Linked DNA regions of Capra hircus: region 2 is linked to region 1. A link is a contact called in public Hi-C data. All regions are on one chromosome and are shown on one strand. Each heading gives the region's core, a stretch centred on a gene start, on an enhancer-like site or on the middle of the called end of the contact. The rest is flanking DNA. Distances are from core to core; before and after follow the strand shown. Region 1 holds the start of SLC22A11 (solute carrier family 22 member 11). Region 2 overlaps NRXN2 (neurexin-2-beta).

Region 1 (7,297 bases), core at 2,224-4,723:
CATATTACGGGCAGTAAGCTGTGTGCTGGGCACCAAGGATGTGACCCCAAGGCCTCTGCCTCCTTGGAGCTATGGTCTCGTGGGGACATACAGAATCAATGAGCTAACGAGAGCTGGGCACCGGCAGAGAGCCAGGAGCTGTGAGCGGACAGCTGCCAGGGCCGTGGGACCTGTGGGCCCGAAGCTGGGAAGGCCTCTGCAAGGAGCTGCCTGGAGCAGAGTGACCTGCATGCTGGGCACAAAGGGGCCATGAGTGGAAACCTCTAGGCGAGGTGAGGGCTGGGTGGGAGCAGGGCTGCTCCAGGAGGGGCTGGCGAAGCCACCAGCTAGAAGCCAAGTGCTGAGCAGGGGTGGCGGGGTGGGTGGGGACTGTCCTTGGCGTGGGGGCCCAGGGGACCTCAGGCTGGGCAGTGACAAGATCCACACACAAGCCTTTGCCGAGTCACTCTGAGTGCTGCGGCAGAACGGAAGGCCCAGTGGAGGCAGGAGACCCCAGAGGAGGCTGTGGCCAGCCCAGGCCAGAGAGGGTGGTGGTTTGGGCAAGGGGGTGGCATGCAAGGCAGGGCCCTGGGCTGGGAGCTGTGCTTTGGAGAAGGAGCCCTGTGAGCGTGGAGGCTGAGGGAGGGAACATGGGGCTGGCTCCTAGGGAGGCTGTCCTCCAGGATGGAGTCTGGTGGGCAGGGCTTGGGCTGGGTGGGGGTGGGGGTTCAGGGGTGCAGCAGGGGCCGTGGTAACTGTGAGGTCCATCCAAGTGGAGACTCCAGGCCGGCAGCTGGGTTTGCAAGCTGAGGGGGTGCAACGTGGGCGTTTTCAGCACTGGACAGCGGCGCCTGGGGCAGGACCTGAGCACAGACTGAGCAAGGTTCCCAGAGAGGGTCCTGGGCGCTCCACCTCAGGAGAGGCGTGGAGAAGAGGGGAGGGGGCACTCAGGGAGGGGCAAGGGGGCTGGATCTCTTTCATTACACTTCACGTTGTTGTTGTTGAGTCACTCAGTCATGTCCAACTCCTTTGCGACCCCATGGACTGTAGCCCACCAGGCTCTTCTGTCCATGGGATCTTACAGGCAAGAGTACTGGAGCGGGTTGCTATTTCCTCCTCCAAGGGATCTTCCTGACCCAGGGATCAAACCTGAGTCTTCTGCCTTGGCAGGTGGATTCTTTACCGCTGAGCCACCAGGGAAGCCCTGGTCAAAAGAAAGAGGGTTCTGTCTCTCTCCAGAAAGCCATCAGCTCCCCGAGGGCAGGGACTGTGCACACAGTAGGTGCTCAGTAAAGTTTGGTGCAAACGCTGAAGAGGAGAGTGAATGTTCAGGGTGGTTTCTCAGCTCAGCCCAGCATCAAGGTTCAGACGGTGGGTTCTCAGCCCCCTGGGAACTTGGGGCTCAGACTCCAGATGGGAGAGACTCTCTCCTAAGAAGCACGAACGTCCACTGCACATTACTTACCTCTGTCCTCACAACGCTCATTCTGTTTTGAAGGAGCTGGAGGGGAGGAGAGGAGATACTCACTGGTGGGAGAGGAAGCCACAGATGATGCATCCCACCATGGCCCCAGCCATGTAGATGGACTGGCCTAGGGGCTTCAGGCCTTGGTGGTCACACACCAAGTCCCACTGGAAGAAGAGGAGGGTGTGTCAGCCTGGCTCAGGGGGTGTGGAATAGTGGCGTCAGGGTGGCAGAGGAAGGTCCAGAACCCCCAGAGGGGATCTGGCCTCCCCCAGTGGGGTCCCCAGAATCTTAAATCCAGACAACCATGGGGGAAGGGGTATGTGGGCAGCAGGCCTCACCCCCGACCCCTGCCCCACTTATGATCAGCAGGGCAGGACACATGGGACATGGTTCTGGGTCTAACGGCGGGACAGGTCCCTCCTAGTGGACAGTGGTGGCCGGTGGTTAACCACAAGGCTCAAATTCCGAGTCAGCTGATGACTGACCAGCTGGTGACCCCAGCTGTGTTCCTGCACCTGGCTGAGCCCGTCTCCTCCAGGAACAGGGCTGTATGGCTGCCTCTCTTGCAGAATGGTGAAGATGAGCACATGTCATTGTGAATTTTTCCTGCCATCTGCTGGGGACCAAGCAGCCATTGCCTGAACATCGCCTGCACCGCCTCCCCCCCCAGCGTCTGCCCTTCCCTTCACCAAGGCCTGCCTGCCTTGCCCACGGCTCTGCCTGTTTCCACCTTCGCTGTCTGAACCACTGCAGGTGGGGCGCTCCCCCCACCCCCAAACACACACACACGCTGCAGGGCATTGTCCACCCTGCAAAGTCATCTCTTGAAAATGCAGATCAGGTCACAGCGCTGCCTTGTTCCAAAGCCTCTGGGGACTTTTCTTTGCACTTAAGGAAAAGCCAGGCTCCTTCCACACGTGCCCGTCCATCTCCCGACCCCTAACCCTCTGTGCCAAGTGCTGCTCTCTCAACACCCAGACACGCTCCCACCTCTGTCCCGACCCGGCTCTGCCCCAGCCTGCATGTGACTGATTCCTCTGCTTATAATCCAAGTGTCATCTGAAATGTCGCCTCTTCCCTGCCTGCTCTCCTTTCCCTACTTGCGGAAGCTGCTTTCTCCCTTGTGCTCACTGATGACGCAGGGGCCTTGAGCCTCAAGGCAGGACAGAAAGTGAGGGAGATGTTCCGGCACCTGGATCCCTGGGTTGAATTAGAGTACACTTCAGCTGTGTGTCCTGGGGCAAGTTACTTAACCTCTGTGGGCTTTTGTTTTGTCAGTTATTAAACGGGGTCAATCATAAGACCCACCTCAAGAGATTGCTGTGAAATAGTGACGACAAGGAAAGCATCAGAGCGGTGGCTGCTGCTTTAAGGGCACAAGGTGTGGACTCCATTCTTATTCCTGGCTTGAAGGCTGACTGGTTCTGGATTCTCCTGCAGAATGTAAGCTCCCCGAAGCTACCTGTAACCCTAGCCCCACATGGGAATTCTGGCCATCCCAAGCCATCAGTAATTAATGTTGAGGGAGCGCACATCATTTAATAGCGCTGATGGAGGTGTTCTAAACCTCACAGTCGTTGGGAGGCTGGGAAGGGGGAAGAAATGGTGGGCGTGGTGGTGGGGGGACCCTCACCTCAGTCACGATGGTGGAGGTGAAGGTGCTGTGGTCGTAGGCCCAGCCGTCCATGCACAGCTCCGTGTCGGCCTCGCTCCAGTTGGTGGCCGTGGCGTTGGGGTCCAGGAGCTGCCACTGTGGGTGGCGGAAGCAGAGACACCGGTGGGGCCCACGGTTGGGGCCCGGTGGGATGGAGACGGGCAGGAGGGCCTTGGGGCTGAGGTTGGCGGGGGCCCCGGAGCCATTGTCCAGCAGGTGAGCCCAGCAGGGGTGGCCTGGGATGGCGGCTGAAACATTCTCCACGACTAACTGGAAGGGAACCCAGACCAAGAAGAGGAAGAAGGTGAGGATCTGGAGGGCCTGGAAGAGCCCCACGCCCCCCGCCTGCTCCAAGAGCTCAGTGAACGCCATGGACAGAGCTGCGGCCCCCAGAGTGGGTCTCCTGGGCATCGGGGAGCTGGTGAGCACCTGGCCTGCTGCCCAGAACCACGGGCAGGCGCAGGATCGCCGGACCTTCTACCTCCGCTCGCCGCTCCGCCCCACAGGGGCGGGCCAGCAGGTCCAGTCTGTCCTAAGATGCCCGAGAGACTTTGAAGAAACCCCTCCTCCTCCCCCTATTTCTAAGAATGACTGCTTGGATGCCCCTCTGGTCTGGAGTGGGGACAAAACTCACAGGGGCATCCAGCACCTGAGAGTGGAAGGTCAAGAAAATTAACAAAAAAGTCAGTGCTGCGATGTGACTGAATTACAGCTGTGGGACAAACATCACCCAGGCTGTGGCTTCATTGCTCGGGTTAAAGTTAAATCCCAGAGAGGAATTCCAGGGGAGAAAGGTGGGCTCGGCCTCTCAGGAAGGCTTCAGCGTCTCCCTGCGGGCCGTGTGATGGCATCCTCCAATCTAACTTCTTTTTCACTTGCTCTGGATCTCCGTTGCGTTGTGCAGGCTTTCTCTAGCTGCAGCGAGTGGGGGCTCCTCTCCCCTGCGGTGCGTGGGCTTCGCGTTGTGGGGGCTGCTCCCTGCTGTGGAGCACGGGCTCCAGGTGCGTGGGCTTCGCGTTGTGGCACACAGGTGGGCTCTCGGGCTGACGGCTTCAGTTGCCGCCACGCACAGTCTTAATGGATCCCAGGCCAGGGACTGAACCTTTGTCCCCGATATTGGCAGGCAGATTCCTAAGCACTGTACCGCTGGGAAAGTCCCCAGCATGCTTCAGTCTGAACTTTCAGAACTCTTTGCATGTGTCCCTTTGAATCGGGAGACTGTTGGCCCAACTTTCACCCATCCTGGGCCATTTCAGTTCATTTTGCTAAAGCACAGAGTACGGATTGAGCAGCACCTGCCCGCTGCCCCACCAGCTGGGGTCCAACGCCCTGAGGTTGCAGGGAGGCTGGGGGAGGTGGGGGGGTGGGTGTGCAGAGGACCCAGGCCTGGGCTGTTTCCCTCCCTACCACGCATCTCCTACCAGACTGCCTGGGAGACCAGCTCGCAGACGCACTATTTCAGGAAGTTTCTATTTCGAGGTTCCAGGTTGCCTTTATTAGATTGTAAGCTCCCCCAGGGTGGAAACCATGGCTACCATTTCCTGGCATCCCTGAGAAAGCCCTCGTGGGCCTTGGAGCTGAGCAGGTGTGCAGACTGGGGAAGTGAGTAAAGTCAAGCCTGCCCGACCCAGTGTCTGATGGCAGCCTGGGTGTGAGGAGATGGGGAGGCCGCACCCCAGCACCCCGCCCTGTGCTGTGCCTCCTAGTAACAGCTGCTCCTGGCACCTAGGGCTCGCTGTGTGCTCAGCTCTATGCTGACCACGCTGCCTGCAGGCTCTCACTCATGCCTCATAGCAGCCCAGGAGAGAAGCAGTGCTGACTCCCCCAGACAAGGAAACCAAGGCTGAGAGGGCAGGCAGCTTGCCCAAGGGTCACACAGCATAGCCAGGATTCGAACCAGACACCGCAACCCACACTCTCTGATGCCCCTGACCAGCTGCTAGTTGGCCTCTATCCTGTCATGGACCAAGTGCTAGCTAAAGGCTGGAATTCAGAATTTGGGTCAGAATCAGGGCCAGTCACTCCCAGGATGCGAGAAGAATTGGCTGAGTCAGTTCTGGAGAGAAGTCTGAAGCTTGCTGGAAGTATGGGTGGGTGAGGTGTGGGTGGGCGTCTGGACCCTAAACTTCCCAGAAGCTCCCCAGAGGGCTTGGGGAACTCAGCCAAGATGGCGCCCAGCCAGCACGCTGGGAGTCAGGGCTCTGGGCCTGGATTTCAAAGTCTGGGCCGCTGCCTCTCTGGTAGGGACTCATTATGAATTTTAAAATAGCAAGTGCAGAGATGTGGGGAGATAGGCAGCTCAAACTAAAGCCCAAGGAGGCCAGGAGAGAGGGGCTGATTGGGACCAGCCCCCTCTAGAACAGCCCCGAACTGAATCTGAATTTTGCATGAAAGAACTGTGCTTCATGCTTGGGTTTGTGCAAACACCATCCTCACAAGGGAAGGCTGTGACCTTGAGCAGCGACCTCCCCTCTCTGGACCCCCATTTTCTGACCTGGAAAAGGAAGTGTTGCCCTGTCGGTACTTCCAACCTTAGCAGGGATCAGAGACCACAGGGGTGCTGGTGAAAATGCAGATCCCCAGTGAGCCCAGGGATCTGCATTTAAAAGCACGCCCCCAGGGGCTTCCCTGGCGGCCCTCTGCAGGTGACAGAGGTTCCATCCGTGGTCTGGAAGCTGGGAAGCAACTAAGCTTGTGCACCACAAACACTGACGCCCACTCCCTACAGCCCAAGCTCTGCAGCAGCAGAAGCCACCGCAATGGGAAGCCCAGGAGCCACAACCAGCGATCATCCCTTGCTCCCCACAGCTAGAGAAAGCCCGCTTGCAAAGACCCAGTGCAGCCAAAAATAATAAAGTAACTAATTAAAAAATATATAGCCACTCTAGCCTTCTTTCAAAAAACAAAACAAAACAAAACAAAACAAAACAAAAAAGCCCCCAGGTGATTCCGCTGCACTCGGACCCAGGCTCCCTTGGACAGTGGCTGAGCAGAGGTGGCTGCTGAAATCCCAGGGTTCCGGAGAGAATTCTTTTCTCCTTCTACCTTCTCCTTCCATATGGTTTAAAAAATGTTCTCTTCCTCCCTGCCCTTTGCCTGTCATGGACGCCCCTAGGCTTTGCTTACAACAGAAGGTCAAACCTCCTGGATTTGCCAGAAGGCTCCCGGAATCTCCAACTGACTTTCCGCTTCCAGGCCAAGGAATTTTTAATTTGTTTTTTTTCTGTTTTTCTGGGGCTGCTGGGGGCAGGGCTGGGTGCGGCAGCGGCGCCACCTGGTGGTCACACCCGGGACTGCGGCATTCCCAGCTTCACCCTCATTCTCACTTAGGTGTCCATCCCCCAGGAGACCAGGTGCGAAGAGCGAAGAAGAGCGTGGCTTTGGGGGGGGACGCAAGCAGCCTCAGACTGTAGCCGCCACGCCCTCCAGAACGTCTCATTAAATTAATCCATGTAAAGTGAACCCCTGGGTCTCATAGAACCAGAATTGCCCTTAGGGTTGACTTTTCTAGCCAAGAGCTCCATCAATTGAAGCCAAGGCCAAACCTGGCTGCCAAATGACCTTAGACAACCCACTTCCCCTCCCTGAGCTCCAGGTTCTCCAGATCTCTAAGGTGGAGGCCTTCTGCTTCTAGTAAGATTAGACTAGCTTGTGAGTGTCCTGATGGTGGGTATTAGCCACCACCATCATCACCAGCACCACGCTTCTTCTTCCCTTGCTCTGATCTCTTCTTCTTTTGCTTCTTTTCCAGTTGAAATCACAGCATTCAGATCCAGCTGAGCACCCTGGATTTGGCCCCCTCCCTGCTCTCCTAGAAGAACCCGGGGCAGGGAGGTGAGGGTCTCTCCTGGGCTCACACAGCAGGACAGAGGTAGGGCCTTGTCACAGACAAAAGGGGGAACAGAATGAAAGCCCTTTCTCTGGCATTCTGACCCCCACACCCCCAAGGAACTCACTCAAATGCTTTTGTCTATGTTTTCACAAATACATCAACATTAATAATTAGCTGTCTTTGGGAAGTTGTATGTGTACACAGCAAACGACCCAATGGCCCAGAATTTCATAAAATGATAAAAGTCCATTTCCCCCCACCACCCTCATGAGCCCAGGAAGTGGAAAGTCAGCCACCAACAATGTATATTCTTCCAGAAAAAAAATTTTTAGAGCATCTTCAAATATATGCATCAAAATTTAAA
Region 2 (7,297 bases), core at 2,541-5,040, 110 kb before region 1:
CACATAGAGACTGACTCAGCCAACGGAAGGGAAGTCATACTGGGATAAGGACCGAAGCTTAGAGCCAGGCCTGGGACTCGCCTCTACATCCCTTGACCTCTGTCTGGCCCCACCTCAGGAGCCCCATCCCGATCCCCAGCCTGCTTGCTACCCTGAGGGCCTGGCAGGCTTGGTCTGTGGCCGCGTAGTCTCATCTCATCGGCAGGGAAGCCAGGCTCCCGCAGGCAGCTCGTCAGGTGCTCACTGGATTTACGCAGACTCGGTCCGGAAGAGAGTGGAGCTGGTGACCATGTGGTGGGAGAAGGTGCTTGGAGCCAGTCTCAGGTGCCTGGGTGTTTGCTGGGCCGGAGAGGGCCAGGAGGGCCTGGGGCTGCTGCCCGTGTCCAGGCAGAGAGCCCCAGGAGTGGATCACGCCTCCTGCCCTGGCCTCCACCATGTCCGCCGACCCTGAGCCAGTTCCTGGAGCTCTGCTGTCTATGGGCCCTGAACAGAGTGGTTGGTCTCTGTTCCCGGAGTCCCTGACTCGTCACCCATTCCAGTGTGATCTGGGTTCCTGGGTTCCTTCTACCTGGGGCATGGCCTGCCTCTTGTCACCCCCCTGGGGTTGCCTTTCTACACTATGTGCCTATCGGCCGTCCCAGTTGCCAGTGAGGCTGACACAAAGGGTGAAGTGTAACTGAAGAATCTCCAAGCTGGTGGGGCCCTTAGAAGTCACCTCCTTCAGCCCGCCCCCGTGTGTGCATCCGCCGTGCCTCCCCCTGCCAACGGGAGGCTCTCCACCTCTGTTCAGATGACTCTGTGTCAAGAGCACCCCACCTCTGAGATGGCCATTCTCATCACTGGGTCATTCTTCCCTGGTAGTAACATCCTCTTCTGAAATCCCCACTTGTGAACTTAGTTCTGCTGTCTCAAGCTGTACACAGCAAGTCTGGCTGTCGCTCGTGATTTAAGCCAGGCTTAATGCACATTACATTCCAAAGCTCTTTAATCTCTGAGACCACGGGGCAGTGCCTTGTTCCCACAGGGTGGTAGTTTGTTTCCATGGGGCTCTTTTAAGAGGCTCTTGAGCTCTTTTGAGGCTGGGCTGCTGGGCAGACGGCTGTGCCCAGTGCACTCTGCCACTCTGCAGTGTCGCCTCCAAGATTCCAGCCAATGGGCTCCTGAGGCTCCTTGCAAAGAGCTCCGGCCCCCTCTCCCCCACCTCCAATTCGCAGGGTGTGGATGGGGGAGCAGGTGGGATGCATAAAGTGGAGCCTGGCTTCTTTTCCGGAGTTCCTTTCCATACAGATGACTTTTTCCCACCTGTCTTATCACACATTCATACCATCATCCTGGTCTTTAGGCCCAACCAGGGCCTTGGTGGGTCTGTGCACATCAATCACTTCGGTCCGTTTGCTGAACTTGAGGCCAGGTTTCTAGTTATCAGGGTAGCAGTTAAATCTCCCTGAGCTGTGCTCTGGGAGGTGCGGCCACCAGAGGGCGGTCTCTCCCACTTACCCGCAGTTGCTGCCTTTCCTCTGGGACAGTGCTGGCTGCCTCCTGGGTGCTCAACTTCAAGGGGAGTTTGCTCCCCTCCAGTCCCACTGGAGGGGCGCTCCTGGGGATGGGGTCACTTCAAGGATGGGCCTGGAGCTAACACCTCTTCTCTGGACAGACGGAACCCCCTTCCTGGAGCCCCCATGCTTGGGAGGGGCAGAACTATGCTCCTCCCTAGGCCTTTTCTCCAAAAGGGGATCGGCCTGCCCTTCCAGCTCCCTTTTTTCTTTTTTGGACCCTTCATTGGTGAAGACTCTGCTGGCCCTGAGAGAGCCCCCGTGACCTGAGTCCAGGCCTGGCACCCTGCCCTCACCCCGACATCCTCCCCTCCCCCCTCTGTCCAGCTCCCCCTTTCTTCCTCTTTTCTCTCTGTACCCTCTCCACCTCCTTCCTCTCCCTGTGACTTGCCCCAGATCTGCCCCTTGACCTCCTTCTGCCCCTGCCTTGGTGCCCGGCTGTGGCTTCAGGTCCCGGCTGCTCCCCCCACTCTTCTGCTGCGGTTGACGACGCGTGTGGGGCTCAGCCGTACTGCCCGCGGAGCCCATGCCCCCGAGCCACGGGGGAAGCTACCTCCACTGCAGGAACCTTCAGGGGCTTAGGGGGATGCCAGATGACCCCACCCCACTTTGCCTCCTGGGCCTTGGGGTTGTGGGCAGAGCCCATTCCAGGGGAGACAGAGGATGGCAGGATACACTGCTGCTAAGAGAGGCCTGGAAAGTGCCCCTCCCTGAGAGGTAGGGCTGGCCCATTGGGCACTTCGTGCTTGTTTCCAGGTCAGGGTGGTTTGTTCAAGCCCCTCAGCTCACAGGGAGGGAAGGTGGGGCTGGGAGAGAAGAGAATTGCCCACAGTCACTTGACGGTTTAGGACGCAGCATTTCTGCCTGCTTCTGCCTTCTACTGTCTGGGTCTGATGGAGCAGGACAGGCATCCAAAGACCCTGTCACAGGACTCTAGTGCTCTGTGTCCTCGTGAGGCTGGTGGACTCACATCTTGTGGGTAATGCTCCCACCAGGGGCATGGCCAGAGGCCCCAGGGCTCCGGGCTGCAGGTCGGTGTAGACAAGTGTGCTTTCTGAGTACCCGGGGCCTTCAGGCTGGACTTGGAGGCCAACAGTGCTGGGGCTGGGAGGGGCAGGAGGCTTTGCCGAGGGTGCCTGCTTGTCCCCGAAGACCTCAGAAGTCATACGGGGCCTCAGTGTCCTCATGTGTGCACCTCTGGCCCTTGCCTAGAAAAAGGGAATAATGCTAGTTCCTGTTCAGGGTGAAGAGCACCCTGGTTCCCAGGGACAGCCTGGTACCCTCCAGGTTAGGAAGGGTAGCAAGAAGGTTCCTGTAGGGGTGGTGCTAGCCCCCTGGGGCTGTGGGAAGTGTATGGCTGCGGGAAGGGAACCCTGGGGCAGACCCCTCCATTTAGCTCAGAGCCCAGGGGACACGGAGATGATGTGTGACAGCCTGGGCTCTGAGCAGGGAGTTGTCCCAGAGCAGGGGAGCAGGGGCTCTGGCCCTCCTCGCCTGTCTCCCTCTCAGAGATGGGGAGATGTGGGGTTGGTCAAGCCCTCAGCCCCCCAGTGATCCCCTGTGCGACTGGGATTCCCAAGGTGCCCATCTCCCTCAGACATGAGAGGCCCGGGCTTCTCCAAGAAGGGAGATGTCAGCCTTCTTCCCATCACCCGGTTGCCCTGCCTCCCGTTTGGGGGAAGGAGGGGGAGGGGGCCGACTGAGGAAGGCACCTGAGCACGCGTGGTCCCCGGAAAGTGGCCCTGGGGGAAACCCCTGCCTGCAGACACCCCTCCCTGTGAAGGATGTAAAAAAAAAAAAAACTTGTTCTGCCTTTTTGTCTCCCCTCCCTGCCCGCCCCATGGCCCCCCCAGACTGCCTGCGCGTCGGCTGCGCACCCAGTAAGTGGCTTCCCTCTTCTTCTGCAGAGCCCCTGGGGCCTGGGATTCTGGACATTGGGGTTGGGGAGGGGTGCAGGGGGAGGGGAGGAGACGGTGTCATAGCCTGCTTGTGCGGGACTTGGGCAGTGGGTGCGTGTGTGGGGTGTGCTTGTGGAGGGCAGAACGAGCCAAACGAAGCTGAAGCAGGGGGAGTCGGTGGAGGTCTGGGGTCTGTATGCTCACTGAGACTAGGATAGGAAGGGCCAGAAACTTCGTCTCCTCAAACGCTCTGGAGGGTAGGGCAAAGGCTTGGGATGGCACCTCCCGCAGGAGGGCAGGAAGGAGCCGAAGAGGGGCTGGGCTATCCCGCTGTATCTCGAGGCGGCCACAAGGGGGAGGTCGAGGCACGCGGGAGAGAAGCCGAGGGCTGGAGGTGAGTGGGCGGTGAGCCCGGAAGTTCAGCCCGCCACAGCCCTCGTTTGGGGTGCGGGGGTCGGGGGTGAGATTCTGCCAAACGGGGGCGCTCTCGGAGGTGACAGTGAGGCTCTCAGCAGGGGTGAGAGCGGGTGTGGACATTTCTGAGCTCCCAGTGTGCCTGGATTCAATCCTCATCTCTGAGTGTGTTTCTGCCTGGTGTGCCCTGAGGTCACGTAAGAGAGCCCAGGGACGCGGCAGCCACAGGCAGAAAGAGTGTACTTAGTTCCGCTCTGTGTGTATTTGGACAGGTGTGCGCATGCGTGGTGAGCCCTGCCCCGCTGGTGAGAGCACTGGGGTGGGGGGCCCAGGAGGAATCTTGAGGGGTGCCGCAAATGGCCTGCAGCACCGTTCTAAAGCTAAACGTTTTTAGTCTTGGAAGCGGTTCATCCAGGTCTTGAATAAATGGCCGTAATTCCTAAAAAAGACATTGCGCTCTCTGGCCACGCTGGCCATGCTGTGTATGTGATGTGTATGTCCCTGTGTGGAATTAACCAGGCATGTGCAGAAAAGTCACACTGGGTCCCTCCAGATCAGGGATCCCCAACCTCTGTGCCATGGGCCGGTGCCTCCTGTCAGATCCATGATGGCCTTAGCTTAGAAATGAAGTGCGCAATTAATGTAGTGCACTTGAATCATCCCCAACTCATCCTCCACCCGTCCTGGTCCGGGGAGAAATTGCCTTCCACGAAGCTGGTCCCTGGTGCCCAAATGTTGAGGACTGCTGCTCTAGATGGGGGAGGGGTGGGTGTGTGTGTGTGTGTGTGTGTGTGTGTGTGTGTGTGTGTGGAGTGCTCATGGACAGCCGTGAGGCTGTGGGTGCGCATGCACATTTGGGTGCGTGGTGAGACTCGTGAAAGCTTGAGGCCTATGTCTATAGGCTGGGGATTCAGCTGCTGGCTACACACACTGACACGGAAGGTCGTGAGGTGAGGCGGGCTGAGTATGCTGGTTGTCGGTGTGAGTGTCCAGGTGCAGGGCCTTAGGGCACAACTCCGAAGGCACCCACTATTCACTCACCCTGTTCTTTTCCAATGGGAAGTTGCACCAAGTATGGTGATACTGAGTGTGTCTGTATTTATGACTGGGTGTGTGCAAAGGCTGTGTGTGTGTGTGTGTGTGTGTGTGTGTGGTGTACCTGCATGCGTGGGTGTGTACAGGGGTGAGGCTGTGTGCCCAGGGTGGTACTTGAAGCAGCCACATGAGGGCAGGAGGAGGTGCCAGGCTGACTCCCCCCTCGGTGCCGCAGGTAAAGGCCCTGAGACGCTCTTTGCGGGGCACAAGCTCAATGACAATGAGTGGCACACAGTGAGGGTGGTGCGACGGGGCAAGAGCCTGCAGCTGTCAGTGGACAACGTGACCGTGGAGGGTAGGTAGTCTGCAGCCCTGTTCTTGGTGACCCCTGCCTGGGTGCCATTTCTCCCTTAGGGGTGGCATGTCATGGGCTCCTGGACCCCAGAGGCAGCATTGCCCTGCCAGCCTGTTGGCCCAGAGTCCCACAGCTCCCCCAGACCCAGGAGCTGGGTGTGCTGCCAGCGCCTGTGGGGGCTTTGCTGATGTCCTTCCCTTGTGGCCCTTGAGTGAAGGGGAGGCTCCTGGGGACCCAAGACCCAGCCCCAGAAGTGACCCTACAGTCTGGGCCCCAAAGCCATGACCCCATCTCTGTCTCCTGTGCTGAGCAGGACAGATGGCAGGGGCCCACACGCGGCTAGAGTTCCACAACATTGAGACGGGCATCATGACGGAGCGGCGCTTCATCTCCGTGGTGCCCTCCAACTTCATCGGGCACCTGAGCGGGCTGGTGTTCAACGGCCAGCCATACATGGACCAGTGCAAGGATGGGGACATCACCTACTGTGAGCTCAATGCTCGCTTTGGCCTGCGTGCCATTGTGGCCGATCCCGTCACCTTCAAGAGTCGCAGCAGCTACCTGGCGCTTGCCACGCTCCAAGCTTATGCCTCCATGCACCTCTTCTTCCAGTTTAAGACCACAGCCCCCGACGGGCTCCTCCTGTTCAACTCAGGCAATGGCAATGACTTCATCGTCATCGAGCTGGTCAAGGGGTGAGGTGCTGGGCTCTGCACCGCTGTCAAGGACGTGGTCCCCTGTCCCCGCCATGACCAAGAGGCAGCTCCCTCAGCCACTGGCTGAGATGTCCAGTCCCCACAGACCACAGGTCAAGATTCAGGTCCCCCCGCCACCAGCCAACATGGAGAAGCAGCACCCTCTCTTCCACCCTGGTCACCCCCCAGTTACTTCCTTGCCAGGGGTTTCTCAGTCATATCTGTGCTCCATTCACTGTCCTGGCCCTGGCCATCCGGCCCTACTACAGACAGAAGGCAGGCTGGGTCCCTGTGACCTCTCTGGCCTAAGAGGCCCCCACCCTAGAGCAGCTTTGTCCCTGCCCAGGGACCCTACTGCCCCCTCAAAGCTGTCCCTCCACGAGCTTCTCTTCGGAGCCTGTCCCAGGAGCCAGGTCCTCTGCAGCCTCTCTCCCCACACCCCCCACGATGGGCCCTCACACCTGAGTCCTCTGTTGGTCTGGGTTCTTCCACTATGAGGTCTCCCTCTCCACCCCTCCCTCCTGCAGCTTCCAGCCCCACCCCCACCCTGCAGCTGTAGCTCCTCCTTACCTGCCTTCCCAGCCCCCACCTTGACCCAGTGTCTCCTCCCTACTGTGGGGCAGGTACATCCACTACGTGTTTGACCTGGGGAATGGCCCGTCCTTGATGAAGGGGAACTCAGACAAACCAGTCAATGACAACCAGTGGCACAACGTGGTGGTGTCCAGGGACCCGGGCAACGTGCACACGCTCAAGATTGACTCCCGCACTGTCACGCAGCACTCCAATGGCGCCCGAAACCTCGATCTCAAAGGTGGGGCCTGGGGCCTCTGGAGGAGGCCTGGCCCTAGCCCAGACGCCCCCTTGGCCCCAGCAAGACCGCCTCCGGCCTGGGATGCTCTTCCCCTTGCGTGACTCTGTCCCGGCCCTGCCCACAGTTTCCCTCGCTCTTCCCCATTTTCCGGTGTATCTAGCCTGACATCTTCCTGTCAAAGTTCTGCTCAGCTCCCCTGCGAGGCTGCCCTCTCAACACTGAAAGCCTGCCTGCAGGGTGTATCTCATGGGGAGTTTGGTGGCCTCACCCTAGAGCTAGGAGAAGGCAGCCAGGCCTTCTGAAGACTTCTTGACCCTCCAGGGTTGAGAAGTCTGCCATGCTGGGGGCCGGAGGGAGAGCAGTGTCCCTGCTGGGCTGGGAGGGGGGCTGTGATGAGGGGAGGAAGGAGGAACAGTCTCCAGGTCCCCTCGTGCTGCCCTGGTCGTGTTCCTTGGGCACTGGCGGGACTAGTCTGGGCACTGGTTTGGACCTAGGCCTCCCTGGTGGGCTCAGCATCATATGAGGGCCCTCCA

What was found. A called contact is a pair of places that touch in the nucleus more often than the background predicts.
Region 2: a Hi-C map of blood shows a contact between it and region 1, with 5 times the contacts expected there. The contact joins the enhancer-like site here to the promoter of SLC22A11 in region 1. A contact is called at or near these places in 3 of 5 Hi-C or Micro-C datasets (blood and liver).

Annotation. Positions count from the first base shown.
Region 1 is chr29:43,217,074-43,224,370 of ARS1.2, reverse strand. It overlaps SLC22A11 (solute carrier family 22 member 11), which reads right to left and starts at 3,473. Exons shown (of 11, transcript XM_005699974.2): 1 at 3,081-3,473; 2 at 1,508-1,611. The coding sequence starts at 3,473.
Region 2 is chr29:43,323,199-43,330,495 of ARS1.2, reverse strand. NRXN2 (neurexin-2-beta) reads left to right here. Exons shown (of 21, transcript XM_018043415.1): 12 at 5,136-5,255; 13 at 5,569-5,950; 14 at 6,574-6,764. Among named protein-coding and RNA genes, the nearest start is that of SLC22A12, 60 kb to the right of the region's middle. Within about 2 kb of position 3,790, at least 2 of the 5 cell types and tissues checked have an H3K27ac peak or open chromatin away from gene starts, as enhancers often do.